Linked DNA regions of Mus musculus: all the other regions are linked to region 1. Evidence: chromatin contacts called from public Hi-C data. All regions are on one chromosome and are shown on one strand. The core of a region is the stretch at or near the end of the contact, and the rest is flanking DNA. Distances in the headings are between cores, read along the strand shown.

The links. A called contact is a pair of places that touch in the nucleus more often than the background predicts.
Region 2: a Hi-C map of adipose-derived mesenchymal stem cells shows a contact between it and region 1, with 2.0 times the contacts expected there. The contact joins two enhancer-like sites.
Region 3: a contact with region 1 is called in a Hi-C map of adipose-derived mesenchymal stem cells, with 4 times the contacts expected there. The contact joins two enhancer-like sites. A contact is called at or near these places in 5 of 484 Hi-C or Micro-C datasets (the 3T3-L1 cell line, adipose-derived mesenchymal stem cells, cortical neurons and 2 more).

The regions. Positions count from the first base shown.
Region 1 is chr7:117,738,176-117,741,246 of GRCm38.p6, forward strand. All of the region lies in intron 2 of Gm34762 (a long non-coding RNA gene), which reads right to left. Among named protein-coding and RNA genes, the nearest start is that of Gm34762, 19 kb to the right of the region's middle. Within about 2 kb of position 1,631, at least 44 of the 459 cell types and tissues checked have an H3K27ac peak or open chromatin away from gene starts, as enhancers often do. A contact at or near this core is called in adipose-derived mesenchymal stem cells, where this site is marked.
Region 2 is chr7:117,412,449-117,415,610 of GRCm38.p6, forward strand. The region is part of intron 1 of Xylt1 (xylosyltransferase 1); the gene reads left to right. Among named protein-coding and RNA genes, the nearest start is that of Xylt1, 33 kb to the left of the region's middle. Within about 2 kb of position 1,728, at least 79 of the 459 cell types and tissues checked have an H3K27ac peak or open chromatin away from gene starts, as enhancers often do. A contact at or near this core is called in adipose-derived mesenchymal stem cells, where this site is marked.
Region 3 is chr7:118,103,178-118,106,319 of GRCm38.p6, forward strand. Rps15a (ribosomal protein S15A) reads right to left here. Exons shown (of 5, transcript NM_170669.2): 5 at 1,197-3,142. Among named protein-coding and RNA genes, the nearest start is that of Rps15a, 11 kb to the right of the region's middle. Within about 2 kb of position 1,689, at least 106 of the 459 cell types and tissues checked have an H3K27ac peak or open chromatin away from gene starts, as enhancers often do. A contact at or near this core is called in adipose-derived mesenchymal stem cells, where this site is marked.

The DNA.
Region 1 (3,071 bases), core at 381-2,880:
CCATTAGGCCAGATGTGCAGGAGCGACGGTAATTATACATCATCAGCATCAGTGCATGTGCAGATTGCCACCACCCCCCCCCCCGCCCCCACCCCACCGTGGGAGAGGAAAGTCTGCCCAGCATAGGTGAATGAAAAGCTTACGTGTGATAATCCATCAACATCTGAGTGCTGGGAAAACTGCTTCCCCCTCACCCCCCAGAAACTTTCTCTCTGGGCTTGGAGAGCCTGGAACCTTCTGTGGAGGGCATTTGGACAACAGAGAAAATAACAGAGGTCTGAACACCAGAAGGGAGCCAAATCTGGATAGCAGGGACGTTGCCTTGAGTACAAAGGGGTTTGAGCTGACAGATGTAAAAACCATTCACAAGTCCTTACTCAAGCCGTGCCATGCCCAGAGCTAGCCAACGAGGGAAACAAGAGGACTGACCAAGGCGGTCCCCAGAAAAGTGTGCCCCAAGTTCCTCTAAAGTCCTTCTGCCTAAAGATAAATGAAGTCATAAACCACCATTCCTATTTTCCTGGCTCTTGGTTTCAAACATAAACTCCAGGACCTCAGAGCTGACCTTAACATGTGGTTCCTTACAAAAATGACTTTTGTCTTCTTTGTGTAGCCCTTCTCAATGAAAGCTTCAGGTATGGTATAGTAATTATAACAGAAACCAAGAGATATAGAACACCTCTTGCAGGGCAGAATGCTAAGTCCTTCACAGGCAAAACTACAACAAATTCTGGAAACCACCAAAAGGTTCAGAATATCCACCCTCACTCAGCAGACATACAAAAGCAAGATCCCAAACGTTGAAGTGACGGGCCCCAACACCACAGATACTAGGAGAGGATGTCTGCTCACAGAGTCAAAGTCCTTTAACAAACCATCATCCTCATGGGCAAGCCTGTCTCCATCATGAAAATCGGGTCATTCATGGAGATCCTTGTTGGATGCACAAAGTGTCCTCAGTTGTGTTGGATCCCAGTGGGAATCAAAACATGACTCTGAATGACTCATTCAATCCCTGTGACATAAATCAGATTATCATGAGCAATGGAAAAATTTCAAATGAGCTTGGAGGCTAGTGGCTCACCCCAAATCCTAAAGATGCCATTTAAACAGTGGTTAATAGACATAGAGCTGTCTGCTGGGCAGAAAGACCATTGATATGCGATAAATAATGGCCCCAATGTGAGTGAAAGTGAGCCCATAAATCCTCACTTGCTTATTAAGGAAGGTATCCTTTGGACCCACATTTATTATATATAACTACTTATAGATGCATTATCAACATATTTTTTCTTAAATACCATGCGGGGGCTGCTGTTCCCTCCTGGCGCAGAAAAATTAAGTCATAGAGAGATGAATTAAGATTCTGTTTAACTTCCTGATGTGGAAGCGAACACTCCCCAGCTGGAAGGGAACTTTGAGATCAACCAACTGTCTAGCTCTTTCAATCTGCAATCGAGAAAACTTCTAGTTTTAGGCATACTAGGCTTTCAGGGAACTTGAAATTCAAACTCACTGGTGACACTCAGACATGCTTAATTTACTCTTAGCATTGGCAGCTCTAATCAATGCACGAGTCTTCTGCTCAATGCCAACAACTGATCAGCCTTCCTGACGAACATGGACACAGAATCCTAATTCATGCTGATTCAAGCTGCAGGGCTTTGCTGATGAGTCACTCCTGGACTTGGGCCGTTACTGCCTATACTGCCAAACATGCTGATTAATTTTCACCGGCAGCCAGACCACAGATGGGCTGGGCTTTCACAGAGAGATTCTGGTTTGTTTGGGGAAGAACATCTGGCTTGTGCATATCGACCATATGTGAGCAGAATACATGTGGTCCAGCATGAGGAAGGACCCGTTGATAAATCTGGTAGGATTCCAGACAGAATAGAAACCTCTTATGTCTTCTATGGAAGCTACTAATATAACATGGCATCCAGCCAGAGAGGAGAAATGGCTGAGAGGATTGCATGAGTGAAGACCACCTGGTAGACCATTCTCAAAGCCTTGTGGTGCTGGGGAAGTAGGTAGAGGCCCTTGAGCTTCAGCGGGGAAAGCACAGATGTTGTGGTGGGAAACAGCACCCTGTGCCGGGGTGTTGAGAGCATGGACCGAATCCTTGAGAACACCAGGAGCTGCTGTAGAACCATAGGAAAGAGCACAGAGAGAGCAGAGGGGCATGGGATGGCAGAAGTGATGCTTCTCCTGGCACTTCACCTCAGGAACATTCAACCAGAATAGCAAGAATCGTGAGAAAGAGAGAGAAACTCGACCCCAAAGCCTGCATTTAGAATACAAAGTGACTACCTTTCCTCTAATTCGGGTTTCCAGGGTAAAAGGCGGATGCTTGAGAGTGAACTTGAGAAGTTCAGCTACAGAAAAGATGGGCTCTGTCTTCACCCATCTGAGCTTCGAGATTGGGACGTTTTCTGCAGCACAGAATGAGCAAGCTTAATGCTATGAGCTGCTTACTGCTCAGTGGCTCTTGATGCTGTGTCTCCGCTGCTGTGGATCACTGAGTGTGAGCACCTGGAGGCAGAGGCAGCATCTTTGATTTTCTTATCTCTGTGGTTTTCGCAGAACTGCTCAGCATACATTTGTCAAAGAAGCGACTCAGAATCTAACTGTATCAGTGTCACCGTTCATGCCATCAGGTGTCAAAGGGGATGTTTCCCTTATTGCAGATGACCGAGTAACTTGTGAAAGATACTCCCTCCCCAACAAAATAAACCCTTCTTGCTCTAGATTGACTTTCTTGGGTTTTTAACTACAGAGATGGAAAGTCACTAATATACTGTGACTCATTCCTCACCTTCCACCACTTGTATACACACACACACACACACACACACACACACAATAAAATTTAAAATAAAATATTTTATTAGGTATTTTCCTCATTTACATTTCCAATGCTATCCCAAAAGTCCCCCATACCCCCCCACTCCCCTACCCACCCACTCCCACATTTTGGCCATGGCATTTCCCTGTACTGGGGCATATAAAGTTTGCAAGTCCAATGGGCCTCTCTTTCCAGTGATAGCTGATTAGGCCATCTTTTGATA
Region 2 (3,162 bases), core at 478-2,977, 330 kb before region 1:
CCAAGAGTGACTTTCTAGAGATGGTAGATGTGAACAGGCTATGAGGCATTCTTTCCCATGCGTGCTCTTTTTTCATGAGATCCTTCTCAGGCAGTTTGCTTGGGCTGGTGATGTGTCTTGGGGCGCTGCTCCAAGAGGGAAGTGGTGCCGCCTTGGATGTGGATATCACTACACTCCAAATACACATGTAGGTGACATCGTGCTCACTGGCTCCTCATGGGACACTTTCCTGGCACAGCTCCAAAAGCACTTGGCTGAGATAAAAATCTCCTGTCCCCAGATGCCTTCTGGTTTTTGTGGAGTCAAATAAGATTGTAGGAGAAGGATGCTGGGTTTGGAAGTGGGTTTCTGTGGCCACATGTGGGAGATTAACCCTAGGGGAATACCATGCTAGCAAAAAGCAGGCGGCTAGCTCCCCACACTGGCCCAGATGTCTCCAGAGCTCTTGCCTCTGTGTCTGAGAAGTTAGAATTTTGGCAAGCATTTCTTCTTCTTCTTCTTCTTCTTCTTCTTCTTCTTCTTCTTCTTCTTCTTCTTCTTCTTCTTCTTCTTCTTCTTCTTCTTCTTCTTCTCTCTTTTCTTCTTCTGCCTTGGCATAGTCTTTGGAGTTCTTTGTGCAAAATGTTACATGTGTCACCTGACCACTGAAATTATGCGAAGATGGGCCTGAGTGCAGAGATTGCCTGCTCTCAGTTTTCCTGTCTGTAAAATGGGTCCTGTATGTTGTCTGTACCAAAAGATCCTCCCAGAATTTAATGGGCAGAAGCACAGAGACCATTTGCCAGGGGTCCCCCTCCAAGGAGCAGACAAGATTAACTGTTCCCACCATCGTTGTCAGAGTTTCTGCATTCATGGCTTCCTGGACAGTTCTCTGGGTTTTACAAAGTAGACTGACTAAGGCTTCACTCCTCCCGCTGTGACCTGAGCTGTGTGACTCCCTGTCCTCGGTGTAGTGAGTGTCATAGACACTCAGGTTTTCATAACGAACATCAGGTGTTGCTGAACTGAAATTGGATTTCTGGGCTCCTTCCCAGTTCTCTGTGCATCTCATTACCTACAGAGCATGGAGGCCATGTGGTTGTTTGGAAATTCATTGCTATCCCTAACTCCAGGAACCTCCCCCCCCACCACCTCTGGGGTTCATTTCTGCTTTCCGTTTTTTATAGAGTGACCTCATTCTTCACCCATAGCTTAAAAGCTGATTGTGATCACGGGAGCTTTAAATAACAAGATCAAACCCAATTTTAGCAAACGCTGACACCATCCCTACTGTGTGCTAACTGTGGGGCTCAGCAACTGGTGGTGTCAATCAGAGCCCCAAGCAAACCGAGGAAGTTAGGGTAATAATGTCTGTGAGGCTCTAGAGCAGTGGCTTTCAACCTGTGGGTCTGGAACCCCCGAGGGGAGCATCTACCTTTCACCGGGGTTGTATATCAGGTATCCTACGTATCAGATGTTGACGTTATGTTTCATAATGGTAACAAAATTACAGTTCTAAAATAGCACCGAAAGTGATTTTATAGTGGGACAGTACTAAATGGTCACAGCATTAGGAAGATTGAGAAACACTCACTGATCTAGAGGCAGACAGTACTGGGATTTGATTCCATCTGCCTCTTCCCTGCCTCTGTGACTCCAGGCAGGTCACTTCACCTATCTGAGATGCGGAGGGTGTGTGCCCCATCAGGCGGATGGATGTCTTCAGGAGGAAGGGAACAATGCAGTCTATGATGTGCACATCCTGTAGTAGATCAGTTAGTATCTATGCATCTGTCCTCAGCTGCTCGTGGGTGCATGCAAGGAGGAAAAGTCACAGAAGAATCATCGGAGGCCTGAGCCCTGGAGAAGCCGTTGGCATCTGTGTGTAGGCAGGTGAACACACCGAGTTGTGTGCCTGCATGCAGAGGCCAGAAGACACCTTCAACTCTCGTTCCTCAGGCACTGTTCACCAAGTTTTATCAAGACAGGGTCTCTACCTGACCAGGGAATGCCAAGTCGGCCAGCTAGGCTGGCTAGCAAGTCCCGAGGTGCTTCTCTTTTTGCCTCCCCAGTGCTGGCCTTTCAAGCACACGATACCACACCTGGCTTTTTTTTCCCCTTTGTGGGTTCTGGGGATTTAACTTAGACCTCTGTGCTCAGGCGTGTCCCCAGCTTGCCACTGGGTATTTTAACATACTGAATTTCTTTTGCCAGTTGCTGGATCTCGCCAGCACCTAGCAAGAGCTTTGTAAGGATGCTTCATAGGATGGGTTGGATACACTAGTAAATACTCTGAGATTTGTTTTGCTCCTCCGGGGCCTTTTCCTCCCCAATCTCTGAGGCCAAACTTAGATGTAACCAAAACCACAGCCGCCTTCAGACAGGGAGGGAGCCTGAAATAGCTCAGCGGGCCCCGTCACAGGGGTGTCTAGTTTTACAGCAGCTGCCTCTGTCTTCGGAAAAACCTCACTCGTGTGGTAGGAGTCAGTGGTGAGGCACTGAAGCACAGGGCTGGGGAAGGGAGTTTGCTTTGGACAGAGAAGGTTCTAGAAGGACAGAGGGTATGCCTTCTCTTTACCTGGGTGCAGAGCCTGACTCCTGTGAGTCATTTCACTTGCATTTCTGCCCTATCTGGAGTAATCTGTGTGAAGTGTGTGATTGGAGCGTCTCCAGGACAGATCCCAGGAGGCTCGAAAGCATACTCGGGAGGATGTTGCTTCCACATGGCACAGCGTTGCCTCATTCACTTGGCATGTGCCAACTCTCCCTTGCTCCTCCAATGGCCTGTCCAGCTGTGTGAGAGGGAATGAGCAGCAGAGTTGGGTTGGTGTGTCATGAGTGTGCAACCATGCACCACTGAGTGCCTACTGTGTGTCCCACGGGGCCTCCCGTATCCCCGCCTTTTATCTTCCTTAGTGACCGTGCATCTATTGTATGTAGTCAGAGCTGCTAATGTCTGTTAAATAGTTGAGGGGAAGGGAGCATGAGGACCTGAGTTCAAGTCCTAGAACCCATGTGAAAAAAGGAAGAGGTGGCAGACGTTGGTAATCCCGGGGCTGGGGGAGGAGATAGGAGGGTCTCTGGTGGGTGTGCCTATGCTTGCACACATGCACTCACTTGAGTGTACGTGCGTACACACACTCATGCACTTCTAAAAAAAGTGCATCCCTTGAGTCAAAGGCA
Region 3 (3,142 bases), core at 439-2,938, 370 kb after region 1:
GCCATGCTCACACCCTTGGGGCCAGTTTACCAACAACTCCCACTACCAGGGCCAGCTCTACTGTGCTTCCTAGGTGAGGTGTAGGACCTGCAGCCGGCTAGGGGTGGATAGGGTGAGCTCTCCTACTCTCCACCTTCATGGCTAGCTCTCCTAGGGCTGGGAGGCAAGGGATGGGGCCAGCTCTGCACAATCCTCATACAATGACAGGGCAGCAGCCCAGACCAGGGACATCTGACTAGCCTTTGGTGGTAACAAAGGACCTAAAGACCAGGACCTCACTACGGCCTTAGGTGGTACTCAAATCAGGCTCCTTGATTCTCTAGTTCTGCCTCTCTTCATTGTGCACATTCTTCTGTTTCTTTCTCTTCCATCTCTCTACCACTTGGTCATCCTAGTGGTGCCCAGTCTCTGGGTGTCTGGGGTCCTCTTAGGAATGGTCTCAGAAGTGCTATACCTTGCCCATGCCATGTGGCACCAGGTGGAAGTTGTCTTGGGCGTGGTTTTGAAATCAGTTTTGAAAGGATGAAAGGATTGGGCTAGTTCAGATATGCAGATCTTGGAGTAAGTGAGCAGTGTACATATCTGGTTATCCATGGAGACAGGAGGGAGCCACCATGAGTCTCCACGTGCGAGTTTGCATCCCCATTCATCACACACCCAGGGCTTCCCCTCTCCTCTCTCCAGACTTCACACTGTGCAACTATAGCCTATGCCAGAAGGTTCAACCATACACAAGGCTTCCCCACACACCCACAGTTAAGACTATTACTTAAGCAAGAAAGACAGCTGTAAGAAGCTAATTAGGAAACCTTCAGAACAAAGAAATTGCTGAAGAAATTGACCTTGGAGAATACTAGGCCAGGACAGCTTAGAAGAGCCCAGGCAGTGACACTCTGAGATTATCAAGGTTTCTAGCAACCTGTCCCAAATGAAAATTGCTGCGTACAAGGGTCAGCCTCCTTCGACTGTGTGCACAGCTGGGAGTGTGTGTGTGCTGAGTGGCTTTAAGCAGCAGTCAGGCAAGGTGACAGACCCAGAGGTGTGACATGGCCAGTGCCCAGCAGTCTTGAAGGAGCAAGAAACCAATGTTTTGTTTGTTGCAAGTCCAGCTGCTCACCACACCATAGTGTGATCAGGTAGAAACCAGGCAAGCTTATTCAAAAGGTCACCAATTCAGAAGCCATTCAGACAAGAGGTTTTAAAAAAAATGCTTTATTTTATTCACACACACATGTTCGCACAAAGAGAGGCCATAAATTCGAGAAATTGAGTAAGAGGAGAGCACATAGGAGAGGTTGAATGAAAAGGACAGGGAGAGAGGCCAACATAATTGTATTTTACTTTCAAAGACTTAAAAAATCAGAAATTTCATTTCATTACTCCATCTCCCCCCACCCCACCCCCAGGCGTGTACAAGCACACTTGAAGGCCAGAGGAGGGTGTCAGACTCCCCGGAGCCCAAGTCATAGGCTAGTGTGAGCAGCCCGACGGAGGTGCTGGGGACCGAACCTGAATCCACTCAGGAGCAGCAAGTGCTCTTAACAACCTAGCCATTGTCCCAGCCCCTAAATTATCTCATTGATAAGACCAAGAACCCAAAAAGGAATTTCAGTAACAACAGTTCAGCCCTGATTCACCAAGAATGATGGTGACTCATCATCTTTGCTATCTATACTTTCTGCTGACTCACAACTCCTGGTCACTCAGGTTTCTGCTGACTCATGATTCCTGTCAGCTGACTCAAGACTTCCATTATAACTTCCCTTCCCCTCATCTCTCTGCTTCAGGCCCCAAATACTTACTGCTTCTCTTTGCCCTCATTCATCATCTACAGAAAAGGATCTCAATTTTCCCAATACCCCTGGTTATTAGATTTCCCACATGGCAGCCTCACTAGCCCCCATCACTCTGAGTACAAAAGCTGAGAAGAGTGAAGAACCCCCCAGGGGCTGTTATTAGGACTGCAGACATACTATAGTCAGGACAGGTCAGTCCGGACTCCACATCTTCTTCCCAGAAGCATTCAGACTCCCTCTCAGGATTAAAAACAAGTAAAATAGTGTTATGCCAAGCACCACTTTCATTTTACAGTTTATCCCAAGCCTGACCACAGTACTAGAACATAGCCTCTTTGTACCCATTTCACAGAAATGAAAACCTATTTAGAAGGGACACTCAAATTCATGCTTCAAGCAACTGGCAGGATACGATAGATCTGAATGCTGAGGCTTCTTCAGTAGGGCTCACCATAGTCATAAATAAAACCATAATCTCAAAACCATTATGTCTTAAGTCAGAGTTTCTATTCCTACACAAAACATGACCACGAAGCAAGTTGGGGAGGAAAGGGTTTATTCAGTTAACACTTCCACACTGCTGTTCATCCCCAAGGAAGTCAGGGCTGGAACTCAAGCAGGTCAGGAAGCAGGAGCTGATGCAGAGGCCATGGAGGAATGTTACTGGCTTGCTTCCCCTGGCTTGTTCAGCTTGCTTACAGAACCCAGAATTACCAGCCCAGAGATGGCACCACCCACAAGGGGCTAGCCCCCATCCCCCCATCACTGAGAAAACTGCTGAATCTCATGGAGGCATTTCCTCAACTGAACTCCAGCTTGTGTCAAGTTGACACAAAACCAGCCAGCACACTTCGTAAATGAAAAACCCATTTAATGTACTGCCATTCTACACAACGTTGCCATTCTATACAACATGTAGGCTCAGCAGGCAAAGGTGCTTGCTGCCAATCCTGACTGGATCCACTGTAAAGAGAACCATTTCTCGACAGCTTGACCTCAATCAAGGCAAAAGCTTACACGTGCATACATTTAGTAGTTTACTAAGTAAACAATTAAGGTCGGTGCTGGCTCACCCCAGCCTTCCTTGATTGTTCTGAGAACGCGTGGTTATCCTATTCAATCTAAAGCAACCCTTATTTTATACTCAAGTGATAATCCCCTGCGGCACCCCACTTGCTGTGCTGTACGAGTGGTGAGAACTATGGTGTTCCTGTGGACATGCCTGCCATGCAATGCAAACACCTCAGGGGGCCAGACTAGGCCACACTGCAAGACCTGCTTTTAAAAGAGGGGAAAATGGTGCTGGAGAAATGGCTCAGAGAAATAGCTGCTCTTCTAGAGGATGT